Linked DNA regions of Mus musculus: region 1 is linked to region 2. A link is a contact called in public Hi-C data. All regions are on one chromosome and are shown on one strand. The core of a region is the stretch at or near the end of the contact, and the rest is flanking DNA. Distances in the headings are between cores, read along the strand shown. Region 1 has its middle 18 kb from the start of n-TGccc3. Region 2 has its middle 54 kb from the start of Gm52717.

The links. A called contact is a pair of places that touch in the nucleus more often than the background predicts.
Region 1: a contact with region 2 is called in a Hi-C map of cortical neurons, with 2.0 times the contacts expected there. The contact joins two enhancer-like sites. A contact is called at or near these places in 15 of 39 promoter capture datasets (the 3T3-L1 cell line, the C10 cell line, cranial neural crest and 7 more), 7 of 484 Hi-C or Micro-C datasets (the G1E-ER4 cell line, Sertoli cells, cortical neurons and 3 more), 9 of 115 datasets of contacts at active chromatin or transcription factors (CD8 T cells, embryonic basal ganglia, embryonic forebrain and 4 more) and 2 of 9 other capture datasets (adipose tissue and liver).

The regions. Positions count from the first base shown.
Region 1 is chr4:32,247,008-32,249,707 of GRCm38.p6, forward strand. It overlaps a transcript of Bach2 not described here. Among named protein-coding and RNA genes, the nearest start is that of n-TGccc3, 18 kb to the left of the region's middle. Within about 2 kb of position 1,359, at least 174 of the 459 cell types and tissues checked have an H3K27ac peak or open chromatin away from gene starts, as enhancers often do. A contact at or near this core is called in cortical neurons, where this site is marked.
Region 2 is chr4:32,105,739-32,108,438 of GRCm38.p6, forward strand. No RefSeq gene overlaps it. Among named protein-coding and RNA genes, the nearest start is that of Gm52717, 54 kb to the right of the region's middle. Within about 2 kb of position 1,338, at least 35 of the 459 cell types and tissues checked have an H3K27ac peak or open chromatin away from gene starts, as enhancers often do. A contact at or near this core is called in cortical neurons, where this site is marked.

The DNA of each region.
Region 1 (2,700 bases), core at 109-2,608, 140 kb after region 2:
TGTCCCAGTTACCTGGGGTTTGTGAGGGTCACGGCTGTGTGCTTACTCAGCGCCACTCTGCCTGGACTGGACAGCAAATTGACACTTCAGTCAAGAGGCATTCTTGGGGCTGGCTGAACCTTAAGTGCACGGGAAAGGCTCAGTTTGGGAAATAATAGAGCGTATGAATGTACTGTGGCTCATTTCTTTTTAGCAATGAGTTCAAAATTTGGAGATAGCTAAATGCGGAGATACTTAGTGTGTCAGTGTTGGAGGTTTTAAGTGATTAAAAAAATCAGGCAGATGAGTGCATGAAGATTTCTATGCAAACAATGATGAGCTTAAATTAAAGCTGCTGATTTAGTGGGAGAATTACTCACATTGATTTGTAGAATATCTATATGGGTTCAAGATTCCATATTATGCAAATGAATAAACCCTGAAGAGTCAAACTGAAGGGAAAAAAAGAGAAATTATCTGTGAAAGATATTATTACCATTCAGTGAGAGGAAAATGTAGACACATTTCAAATTAACCCTTCCTTCGCACACATTCCATGGGATGACGAGCGTTGGGGACAGCAGTCCTTATCAGAATTGTAAGGAAGCTAGGCAGGCATGTTGCCATCAGTTCCCAGAATCCTCTTGCAGCCACTTCCAGGTTACACTCTGTTGCCTTTGGCCACCTGGTGTGATAGCCAGTTCCTGCCCTTCTGACCTCAAGCCAGTATCAGAAAGGGATTGTATAAATAGCGTTTTAGGAGGAAATTGGTTGCTCAGCATACCCAGTGCACTACTTCGGTGAGATGTCAGCATTTGAGCGAGAGACAGGCAAAGAAGTATGCAAGAGAGGAAGCCTGGAATGTTCCACTGTGGTGATCAGCTGATGGTCTCTGTGCCATGGTGAGTGAGGGGGTCTCGTCAGGAGCTCAGCACCGGCAGGAAGTGGAGACAGGCTGATCAGAGGACACAACCACAGTAAAATGAAGATGTAAAACATGGCTGATTTGCCACGATCTGTTATTCTGGGAGCTTCACCTGTGAGACGCTGGATTTGAATTCTTCTGCCTGTCACAGGTGTGTCATGTGACATTTAAACTCATCTTCAAGGGGGAAACAACGTGGCCAAGGGTTTGGGATTTTTGTCAGTTAATGGCAAACATCCTCTGAAATTATCCTTGAATTCATGAATATTATGGTGAGGGGAGGCCGTGCACCCAACTTCTTCCACCATCCTCTTCACTCCCCTCCCCCCAGTTTCATTGATAAAAATGGACTGAGGAAATTATTTCAGAATTGGTTTGACCTCTTCTGTTAGCACAGTGGTGCTCTCTGGACATGAAGAGAGGCTGACTGGTTAAGGGAGCAGTGCTTGTTTTAGATAAAGCCCTTGCCTGGTAAACAACTCCTGGGGGATGAAGTCAGAGTTGCTTGCTACCCCTCCAGCAACCATGCTATGTTGAGTTGGTGGCGCCATCTAGTGCCAGCCTCTGGAACTGTGCTGGACTCGGTCTTTCTCATCCGTGATATAGGGTGTGGAGAGGCTTTTCTGCCCAAGGGTAGTTCAGTGGAGAGTGCGCTCTAGTTCCTGAGGGTAAATATACCTCCATCGTCCCTTCCCCGACTCCACAGCTCTCAGAACCCTTTCCTTCTCTTCCTTTTTTCAACTCTTCCTGAGTCCTTCTCCTCCCCCTTCTTCCTGCTCTCTCTCCTCCTTACCTCAACCTCTTCTCCCTAGTCACCAGCTCTTCTCTTCTCTTCTTTGTTCTCCTCCTCCCTTCATCCTCTTCCTCCTGGGACTAAAATTGAGAATAACTATCAATACTTTTCTTTTCCCTTTGTGCGGAAGTCTCGTAGTAGACTTGGTCCTTCATTCTCTGCTAATTAGACATTTTCCCAGACTCGGTTGGTTGGGGGTGGGGCTGGGGGCTGTCTTCATTCTTCTTGGAGCCGTTGTTGCAGTAGTATTTCCCACTTGTAAGTTATACAACCTCCAGTGCACACTTTTAAGCTGGAGTGGTCTGTGGTCTGTCCTGAGATGCCCCCTGATGGGCACATTGCACTTGGCTTTGAGGAAATGCGTTCTGAGTTCCAGACCTTCCACGTGGACTTTGGGATTCTGTGTTAAATGAGAGAGCAGAACTGAAGGCACGTGGGTCAGAGTCTGGCATGAGATGGTCCTGTACAAGCCGCCAATGGGGCCTGAGTTCGTGTCTGAGTTTCAGTCTCCCTCATTCAACACTTCAATTCCCACATATGTTAAACACCTCCTATGTGGCTTTGAATGCAAGTCTCTTCCGAAAAACAGGAACTGTGCTTCGGTTACCGGTTCTTGTGGTCGATAGGGCAGCTATTTTGATTTGTCAGAGGAGAGGAAAAGCAGTTAAATCTAGTTAAAATTAAAGCCAGTTAAAATTAACTGGCTCAGGAGATTTGAATGCAGCTGTTCCACACATTGAAACACGGAGAGTGAGTTGTTTTTTTTTTAAATTTTTTTATTACCACTCCTGATTATTACTGGTCATTACTTATTTTTGAGCCAGGGTGTAGATTATCTGCATGTTTTGTTCTAACAGAGGAAAGTAATAAGTGGGCGGCGGTGGTGTGTGTGTGTGTCTGTGTCTCTGTGTGTGTGTGTCTCTGTGTGTGTGTGTCTGTGTGTGTGTGTGTCTGTGTATGTGTGTCTGTGTGTGTGTGTGTCTGTGTGTGTGTGTCTGTGTGT
Region 2 (2,700 bases), core at 88-2,587:
CTGGTGATTACCCCACAGCACAAGGACCACATGGAATGGTATTGTCTACATTTAGTGTGTGTGGGTCTTCTTGCTTTATTTAACTCAGTCTAGAAACTCCATCACAGACATGCCCAGAGGTTTGTTTCCATGGTGATCCTACATCCCACCAGGTTGGCAAGCAATACTAAGCATTAAAGAGAGATAAGAGGTTTTGAGCACTCACCTACTGGCAGATTCTGACTTACATGTTATGTATGAATTAAACAGTTGAAGTTCGAGGATGCTAAGAACAGCTATTTGGAGTTCTATCTGCCTTCCTTCTCAATCTCTTATGTCATCCATACAAGTATGTGTATACCTGCATAAACATGTGCACATACAACACACACACATATGTATTAGAATATCATCACCTTGTTTTTACTAACGTGGAATTTCCAAGAATATAATGAAGACTATGGGAAGCAGTGACTTGCAACCACCATAATCCAGGCCCTCCATATATTGACAGCTACATTAACGAAGACAAATGGTCCATCTTTTGCAGTTCTATTCCTCCATGTCCATATCAGCAGAGCTTTAAATAGAAGAATGTATGTGATGCATGCAAATCAGTAACAGGATGAAAATATCTTCCAAAATGTAGTTTGATATTTTCGTGCGGCAGAAATGTGATTAATTAGCTTTTGTGTTCCAACTGTATTTAGAGTTGGCTCTTGTTTTGTTTCACCTATGTTGTAGTATCCTCAGAAGAGCCTCCAGGTTTTATGGAGCCACCCAATTTGAATGGATTCTGTGACCTGGACTCACCATATTCAGTCCAAACTCATTAGAGGCAGGAGTCTCTGCAGTTGATCACAGTGTAGTTTTAATCCCTCTGATTGCTACTGGATTTCACAGTAGGAGAGTCAGGTAATAGTTCCAATCGTCACACTTACTGCACAGAAACTGAGGGGAAGGAATGATTGAAGGCCAGCCCAGCCCTGCAGGAGAAGGTGTGATAACTGTCAGCCCTCCCAGAGTCAGGCAGCCCATACTGCAGCAGCCAAGCCTGTTGTTTTGCAGGAAGTCTTAGCTGAAAACAATGGGACCAAAAGATGCTTTGTGAAAGACAATGACGTCCATCCAAGGGCCTCTCATTAGCTCCTTTATACTCTGCTGTTTTGCACAGACTTGTATCCAGAATTATCTTGTTTTATTAATCAGTCTGGCAGACTCACAAAGTGGGGGAAAGAGAGCATGCTTCTTAAAGGCAGGAGGGGAGGTATCCGGCAAACCTGACAGCAAAGCAGCCACTCTGTCATCCATTCAGCCCAGCTCTCACCCTGCGGAGGGCTGGCTTCTCCCACATTCCCTCTCAGCAGCACTTCTGTGAGAGGAGATGATAGCTTCCTAAAAGCACCAATTCCCAAGTGGGTGCGTGGGTTTAAAATAGCTCGCTTCTCTAAGAGGGAACAGCCCCACAGGCTTAAGTAGCTACATTCAAACCATAGTACCTTAACACAAAACAAAACAACATGATTTCTTATAAAAAATCCTGGAGATTATACAGAAACCAGTTCTGGAGACACAGGAAAGGCAGTCCTGAGAGTTAAGTTTATAGCACTTTATGCCTACATTAAAAACCTGGAAGATCTCATATTAATAGCTTTATATTGCACCTGAAAGCCCTGGAAAAACAAAACCAAATAACACCAGAAAAGAGTGCATGAGGAGAGATAATAAAAGTGAGGACTGAAATTAATTAACTAGAAGTGAAAACTAATACAAAGAATCAATGGAAGGAAGAGCTGCTTCTTTGAGAGGATTGACAAGATAAGCAAGCTTTAGACCAAAGTAAGCAAATGAAAGAAAGAGGGGAACCAAATTATTAAAATCAGAGACAAAAAAGAAAACATTACAACAGATACTGAAGAAACTCAGAGAATCCTGAGGGCATACTGCGAAGGTCTATATCCTGCTAAACCAGAAAATTTCAAAGAAACAGATTGGTTTCAAGATGAGGTTAGTAATTTAAATGGAGCCATACAGACAAATGAGATAGAAACAGTAATTGAAAATTTCCCAACTAAAAATAGCCTGGGATCAGAGGTATACAGCACAGCGTCCTACCAGGCCTCCAGAGAAGAGCTAACACCAATACTCTTAGAAATATTTTGTAAAATAGAAGAAGAGGAAACGTTTCTAAATTCTTTCTTACAACACCAATATTATCCTGATACCAAGTGCTACAAAGACCCAACAAAAAGAAAACTATTGGTTTATAACTGTGATGAACATAGACACAAAAATTCCCAACAAAATACTTGCAAACTGAATTCAAGAACATAAAAAGATCTGTGCCTTACCTCCTCTGATCAAATTGGCTCCGTGCCAGAGTGTAAGGCATGCATCAACACAATTGAACCATTATATTTATTAATCAGAAATGTAATCTACCGTGTAAACGGACTTGAGGTCAGAAACTACATAATCATTAGGTGCAAATAAGGCCTTTGACAAAACCTAACATCCTTTCATGATAAAAGCCCTAGAGAATCTCAAGCCATCATGATATAATAAAGACAATTTACAACAAGCCAAAATAATGTAACTGGAGAAAACCTTGAAGCATTTTTACTAAACTCAGGAATAAGCCAAGGTAGTCCACAGTCCTTACCTATTCCATATAGTTTGATGTCTTAGCTATGGCAACAACTGGAAGGGATGAAGGGAATA